Linked DNA regions of Ovis aries: region 2 is linked to region 1. A link is a contact called in public Hi-C data. All regions are on one chromosome and are shown on one strand. Each heading gives the region's core, a stretch centred on a gene start, on an enhancer-like site or on the middle of the called end of the contact. The rest is flanking DNA. Distances are from core to core; before and after follow the strand shown.

The links. Hi-C and Micro-C count contacts between places; a contact is called where the count stands out from the background.
Region 2: a Hi-C map of hypothalamus shows a contact between it and region 1, with 3 times the contacts expected there. The contact joins the enhancer-like site here to the promoter of PPM1B in region 1. A contact is called at or near these places in 2 of 16 Hi-C or Micro-C datasets (hypothalamus and liver).

The regions. Positions count from the first base shown.
Region 1 is chr3:80,151,447-80,155,491 of ARS-UI_Ramb_v3.0, forward strand. It overlaps PPM1B (protein phosphatase, Mg2+/Mn2+ dependent 1B), which reads right to left and starts at 2,267. Exons shown (of 5, transcript XM_042246234.2): 1 at 1,847-2,267.
Region 2 is chr3:80,232,015-80,235,920 of ARS-UI_Ramb_v3.0, forward strand. No RefSeq gene overlaps it. Among named protein-coding and RNA genes, the nearest start is that of LRPPRC, 71 kb to the right of the region's middle. Within about 2 kb of position 2,512, at least 31 of the 54 cell types and tissues checked have an H3K27ac peak or open chromatin away from gene starts, as enhancers often do. A contact at or near this core is called in hypothalamus and liver, where this site is marked.

The DNA of each region.
Region 1 (4,045 bases), core at 1,017-3,516:
ATAAGAAAACAGGTGTTTAAAGCTCTGTTGGTCACATCTAAGAGAAGAATCACAACATAAATCTAAAGGATAATGTCGAAGAAACTGGGGAAAACTTAATGGTTATGAAAGATATAATAAAAATACTATTCCATATTGACAATGCAACATAAAGAAACACTGCAGAAACTGTGGTAAGACTTTATGAGAGCAAAAATAAATGATGAGAAAACACAAACGACCATTAAAAAAAAATAGACAAAGAAGCAACTGAGAGAAAGCAGCACAGTAAAAATCAGGATTATCCCTGAAAATCTGTTGACTAACAAAATCTGTTCAAATACTAAATAAAAGTGTTATTGAAACCACTGTCTGTTCAAGAAGCCTACAAAATTATTCCTTTAATAAATTACCATTATTCAATAGTGTAATTTTAGCTATATTTTTAAAAGGCTGTACACTTGGAAAATACTATAATAATAATTAGAATAACCTGCCTCACTATTTATTTAGAAATGCACTATTTAAAAGTAGGCCAACAATAATAACTTTGCTATTGCACAACAGAAAAAGTAAATGAAATAATGTCTATTAGCATTCAGTGTTGGTGGCATACTTTTCCATCCACTGGAACATACTGGCTTGCACTATCTACCCTGAACAATTTACCACTTCTGCATCCACGCAGTAGCGCAAATAAAATGAGTTCCTGTGTTAATCCCGCAATAAACCTCGGTAATTCTCACATCACAGGAGTTGTAAACGATTGTTAACCGAAAAAGAATGTTTCTCCTAAAATAGCTACATAACACTGAGACTACTCAAATTCCTAAATAATCCTTTTTACAAGACTCCCGCCAACTTTATTTTGATACATTAAACATGTGGAGCCTGTTTTAAAAGGTAGTTAGCAGTGCCTTCATCAAAACAGCTTCCTAGTTGTTGTTATGTCTTCTTTCTAAAGTTTCCAAGTTGTTTTTAAGCCAACTTGAATACTGATGAATGTGGGTCGCTATTAAACGCTTAAAATGGGCAAATGTTCTAGAGCTAGTCAATCTGACATTGGAGGTCATGCAACTTGAAAAATGAAATAACTCTTACAACACTCACTGAGCTCTTCATTTTTAAAATAACTTCAGGGCTATTTCCACACTCTGCATTTAATAACACAATTTTTTAAAACGGACAGGCTCAGTTAATCAAAAAACTGATCTGCCGCTTCAAACTGGTGAGTCTATTCTTAATGGGCCTCTGGTGGATTTGGAATACTGACGATAGTAGCTTCACTGTAAAAAGACAGACATCCGAAAAGGACTGCTCGGAAGGGCAAGGAAGGAAGCCCGGAGTCGGCTGAGAAGAGAAAGAGAAACGATTTAAAGTCACTAAGGAAAAAGAAGGTGATGAGACGCAGAAATAGAAGAGCGAGAAAGAAGATTTAACAAGGAAGTGAAGTGGAGCGCAGAGGGCAGAAGCTAATAAGGAAACAAATGGGAAAAGGTAGTGTTTTCATATAGGCATGCACCAGGACGGAACGAGTTAAGGCCTGGAGTAGCCCCAGTGCTTTCAGATGATAGAGATGCTCGCAGAGAACAAGAACAAGCAGTTTACTTTCAGACGTTGAAGCAAACTAAAATTCCCGGCCCCGAGCCTCTCCCAACCTCGGCCGAGCGCGGAGGCGGCGGGGAAGGGGCCTAGCCAGGAGCCAGGCCCGGCGTACCGCTCCTCCGGGCTCCGCGGCCCAAGAAAAGAGGCGAGGATTAGAGGGCAGAGATCCCAGCCGAGGCTCGGCGGCACCCCGAAAACGGTCCGGGGCCTCCGCGGTGCCCGCGAGCCGCTTCCCCTTCGCCGGGTCGCCCAGCGGCCTTACCTGGGGCGAGGGAGGGAGGCGAGGTCTAGGGCGTCCGCTCGCGACCGCCGCAGAGCCCCCCTGCTGCACTCAGCCCAGGCTTCCAACGGAGGCGCGACCCTGCCTCAGCCGCCGCTTCCCGCTCGGGGTCTTGGCCACCGCCTCCGCCGCCTCCGGGGCTGTTTACACCCTCGGGCCCCGCACGCCGCCGCCGCCGCCGCTGCCGCCTTCTTTCCACCCTAGCGCCGCTGCCGATTCGGCCGCCGCCACCTCCTCCGCCGCAGCCTCGTCTCTCTGGAGCATCTTCCAGCCACCTAACCCTGAGAAACAGAGACTCCAGCCGCGCCGGCAGGAAACTCCCCCGCAACTGCTAGGGGGACGAGGCGGTCAGAGCACCGGCGGCTTTTCCGCCATTGAGCAGCAGCCGCTCCGCTCCTTCTGCAACGCCCTCCCCGCACCCTGTCCTTCCCCGCCCCTCGGAGAGCCCCGCCCCCATTCCCACCCATTGGGACGCCACGCGGCCTCTCACTGAAGCCGGTTGGTTGGCCGGCCCGTCAATCACCGCCCTCCCAGTCCGGCAGCCCCAGTAGCTCCGTCCTTAGTTTTCCCCGCCCACAAGGCCCCGCCCTTGGGCTCTTAGTTTCCCATTGGACACAAGTGACCATTTTCAATTGGCAAGGTCAGCTATCCATCAAACACCGCCCACTGAGTGAGACCCAACCCATCATTACCCTTTACTTCATTCAGCCCCGCCTCTGCTATGCCGCGCAGATATCAGGGACCAACCCACCCTAACAGACATAAGTAGAGACCGTCGTCAATCAAGTAACGCCCACCTGCGCTCTGCCTCTCAGAGCCCAGACCCTAGCGATTCTCTTTTGTTATTGGTCCAAATGGTGGCCCGAACTTTCAATCATTGGCTTTCTTTACATGTCTGTCACGGAACCAATTTCCAAGTCCGTCACACCGGCTTTTTTTAAATAAACGCGCAAAAGGCGGGGAAGTATTCGAAAAGCGATTGGCTAGTCCTCCAAAACGGTCAAACCTAGAGAGTCTGTGAGGAGCCTTTTCGTTCTGTGAAGACCGTGCCCCTTTATTTTTGACCTCTAAGCCTTGCGTAAAACCAAACGCCATAAAGGAGCCAATGGGCTGTCCAATTATAGGTGTGGAGGCCTAGTCCCACCCGGAATTGCAGGGGGTTCGCTGCTGATTGGCAAACAAAGTCCTACTAGGCCCTCATTGGAAGATATAAACGCCTCTCTTAGACGTAGAGACGAGAAGGATGGCGCAGGCGAGGGCAAGAAGCGATCCAAGGAGAGGCGGTTGTTTTGCTTTAGCCAGCGGGTGGGGCGCACGCGGGAGAGGGAAACTCAGAAGGCAGGGCTCTGGGGGAGGTGGTGCGGGGAGGAGAAAGGCCCGGATGTTCCCTAACAATGAAATCATCGCCGACCAATCAGAGCAGCTGCACTGGACTACCTGCCTGACCTGTCCCCGTAAGGGAAGAAAAGGAGTTAGAGAGCGGGAAATTGGGGTGTGTGGAGAGGCCAAAAAGCGATGTAAGAAAATAAGACAGGTGATTCCTTCGGAAGGATTCTGTGCTGTTGCTGCTGCTGGTGCTAAGTCGCTTCAGTCGTGTACGACTCTGTGCGACCCCATTGACGGCAGCCCACCAGGCTCCCGCGTCCCTGGGATTCTCCAGGCAAGAACACTGGAGTGGGGTTGCCATTTCCTTCTACAATGCGTAAAAGTGAAATCGCTCAGTCGTGTCCGACTCTTAGCGACCCCATGGACTGCAGCCTACTTGGCTCTTCCGTCCATGGGATTTTTCAGGCAAGAGTACTGGAGTGGGGTGCCGTCGCCTTCTCCCTCTGTGCTGTTAGGGGTTATTTTTATTTCTTCTAGGCCCGCACTACCTGGCATTCAGCCCTTAGCATTTCCGTGTTTTGTTTCTTAGTCAACATTGATTTTAGAAACTCTTGGCCTAGGCTTTGACATTCGTTCGCTCCACGGTTATTGAACGCCTGCTATTTGTCAGGCCCTGTACGTAGAGCTGAAGTACAAAAATAAATTATAAGATGATGCTTGCTGTAACTGAAACATGATAGAGACGGTGATGACCCAAAGGATCTTTCCTGTAAATTTACAGAGGAAGGCTTAATGCAGGATTAATCTAGAATAAATGATTCAATAAGAGGATGAAAGAAGTGGACATAATTCTTC
Region 2 (3,906 bases), core at 1,262-3,761, 81 kb after region 1:
AGCTGGAGAAAGTGCCCCCTGTGCTTGGAGCCACCTGACCAGAGCTCTGACCAATCATCGGAGGACACAGCCACATGACCAGAGCTCTGACCAATCATCGGAGGACACAGCCACCTGACTAGAGCTCTGACCAATCATTGGAGGACACAGCCACCTGACTAGAGCTCTGACCAATCATCGGAGGACACAGCCACCTGACCAGAGCTCTGACCAATCATCGGAGGACACAGCCACCTGACCAGAGCTCTGACCAATCATCGGAGGACACAGCCACTGGTGGTGCTTCCCCCTCCCTCTGCTCTCATGCTGGGATACCCACTGGCTCATCCCAACCAGAATCCTAAGGGTAAGGGAGCTAATTGATAGGGTCTGCAGCACCGAGCAGGGTGGAGAACGGTGGAAGGTGACCTAAAAGGGCAAACAAGTTTCTAGCACACTAGGGAGATGGTAGAGAAAATGGATCTGGAGTAATGCTGCCTGGGTTCAAGGGCCAGCTGACTGACTTCATGACTCTGGGCAAATTGTTGCATTGGCCAAAAAGTTCTTTTGGGTTTTCCTGTACCATCTAATGGAAAAACCCAAATGACCTTTTTGGCCAACTCAGTACTTTATCTCTCTATGCATTAGTATCCTCAAGATGTTGTTGTTGTTGTTCAGTTGGTAAGTCAGGTCTGACTCTTTGCAATTCCATGGACTGCAGGTTCCTCTGTCCATGGAATTCTCTGGGCAAGGATACTGGAGTGGCTGGTCATTCCCTTCTCCAAGGGATCTTCCCAAACTAGGGATAGAACGCAAATCTCCTGCATTGCAGGCAGATTCTTTACTGTCTGAGCCACGAGGGAAGCACCACTCTTAAGGAGATGCCAAAGTGGAGGAATGCTTTTCCAAGTCATTTACCTGGCATTCTCCCTTTCTGTTGTTCAGTCTCTTTCAACCCTTCTTTCATTATGTGCTTTCAAAAAGAAAGAAACAAACAAAAACTCCCGATGACTGTAAACTTTACTAGACAAAAGTTTTCTACAGTGGCAGGAACCATATCTTTTCACGTCTTTATAACCTATGTTGCCTGAGTTGTTGACACAGCTCAAGAAACGGTCATTGACTGGAATCGAAGTGTATTTTCCTTCCCTTCCTGCCTTCATGAAAGCCATCTATTTCTCCAGGCCAGCGTGATTACTCTGCTGGATTGCACATTGCTTGAGGGAGAGGGACTTTGCCCTCTCTGGCAGCTGGTTCTTATGTAGCCGCAGCAGGAGCATGTAAAAGGGTCAGATGGGAGGTGGACTGGGAAAAAAAGACACTTAAATTTGGAGGCTCATTTATTTTTAACATTAATCTATAGATTTGCTTTCTTTCCCTTAGCATAAAATGTGTCCACCCTCCTCTTGTAAGGGATTAAGGAATTCTGTTTATTTTACTTCTTAAACAGTCACAAACTCTCAGCTCCTTCCATCCTCTACCCACCAAAGCTGGTAACAAAAGAGCAGAAATCCTAGGGCTTCTGAAGCAAAACCTGCACAGAACTCGGACAGGAGAGTGAGCTAGGCCATTCAGCTCCCCTGTTCTTCACCCTTCCTGACCAGTACCTGGGTAGCAGAATCATAAACAAGGAATAATAAATGGTGCTTTTTATGGGATGAAAAATTTCAGGCTGTGAAATGTGTGATTTATAACGATGAGACATTCAGATGCAATTTCAGGGTGAGGGCCACTGGAGTAGGACCCTCCCAACCCCTCCCTGAGCTTCAAGGCGTCTCCCCACTATGTATCAGGATCCAGACTGCCCAAATCAGCCGTTTTCCTTATTTCTCCAAGTTCCAAAGTCCAAATGCTTTCCTGCTGAGTTATTTTATAAGGAGGAAAGGGAAGTAAAAAGGCAGACTCTGAGGGCTCTCAGCTGGCTCTGGCGATGCCTCGACTCTGTCCCTAGTTAACATCACCCTTGTTCGGCTCCAAAACTACAGTGACCCAGAAACAAGCCCATAGCACAGACCCACGTGCTGCGCTGCTTTCCTATGTTCTAAAGATGAAGTGCCGAGTGTTTACAAATAAATACTCCCCGCAGCAAAAATCTCACTGTCAAGAAGGACATCATCCTTGTCCCTACGCCCACAAGAAGGGCCTTTTGCCAAAACGAATGGGAAATCATTGGCCCAATTAACGTCCTGTGATCTTAGATCTAAAAATGACCGGGAGCCGAGTAAACAAGGTGACGTAAGCTGCTGGGCAGTGAGCGGCTCTCTACTGCCACCTGGAGGACAGCGTCCGAAATGGCGCGGAGGTTCTGAGCTGCGGTGACGAGGTCCTCGGGCGCTGGGGAAGAAACCGAAGAAAAGCCGAGCGAGCAAGGGAGACGCGGGCAGGGGAGGGAAAACACAGAGAGGCCTAAAAAAAGACCGGAAAGAAACTTCTCCGTAACTTCAGGTGAAGGAAAACGAGGTCTGTGTAATCCAGGCCGTAGGACGTTGTGGCGTTGACCCTGCTGGCTTCCTCCTGGGAACATTCCTTTCATAAAAGGACGCAGGCATCATGAACTCGGAAAATTATGGCTAAGAGCTGTTGGGGACAGGATCTCCAACGCTGGAGACCCTTGAAAACACCACCCCCCACACACCACCCCCCCCCCCCACCCCCGCCACACACACCCTCGTTTCTGAAAGGAGAGGCAGAGGCCTGTGCCTTCTGATAACAAAGGGCTGGATTTTCTGGTTTAGTTTGAGCATCACCGCGACTTAAGTGGGGGAGGGATGCAGGAGCAGGGTAACAGTCCTAATTTACTTTCTCTGAGGCTAATGTGAGAATGAGGCTGCCGCGCTTTCACATTATGCAACTCGCATGCTGGGAGATGCCCTAGAAATGTGCTGGGGGCTAGGAGGAGGTCAGCCGTGGCCTTATTATTTGCCTTCTGTGGATGATCCACAAAAGGAAAACGAAGAGTTGGTTGGTTTCAAATTCTTTGTTGAATCTGTTACAACATTGCTTCTGTTTTGTATTTTGCCTTTTCAGCTAGGCAAAGCATGTTGGGATCTTAGCTCCCCTACCAGGGATCGAACCTGCACACCACTGCATTGGGAGGCGAAGTCTTCCTTGGATCGACAGAGAAGTTCCAGGGTTGATTTTTAACTTGATACAAAAACAAAACCAAACCCGCTTTGCTTTTGGCCTACTTGGGTTTTGCTATGCTGTGGGCTTCCTTGGTGGTTCAGCGGTAAAAATTCATTTGCAGTTCCGGAGACGTCAGTTTGATCCCTGGGTGGGGAAGATCCCCTGGAGAAGGAAATGATAACCCACTCCAGTATTCTTGCCTGGTAAATCCCATGGACAGAGGAGCCTGGCAGGTTACAGTCCATGAGGTCGCAAGAGTCAGACACAACTTGGCAACTACACCACCACCACCAAACCACCTCAAATGTGTGTAGAACCAACATACATTTATTTTTCTTGTTCATAGGTCTGCAGGTCAGCCTTGGTCTGATCCCAGGTGGGCTCATCTGGGCTGGCTGAGCTAGGCTGGACTCCAGCCTCAGGGTCTAAGGCAGGTCTGCTCCACTTGATGGAATATCTGGACCCAGGATGAAAGGACAACATCTACTTGAGGCAGGCTCCTCTCCTGGCATAGGGTGGCCAGTTCAGGAGGCCAAGTCAGAACAGACAAACACACTTGCGCCTCTGTGTCCTGCCAGCTAATATTTCACTATAAGGCAAGTCCAACATCACCTGGGGGAGGGGGAGGGGGATAAACTCTGCTCTCGTAAACTGATCCGCACCAGAATTTAACCAGTGAGTCATTGTCTGTTCACTGGAGACACACTCTTATCCTGGGAGAATTACAAAGTGAGGATGACCAAAATCATCCTTACGCAGTAGTGGTGGTTTCCAGCATGAATTCAGTATATTCTAATAGCT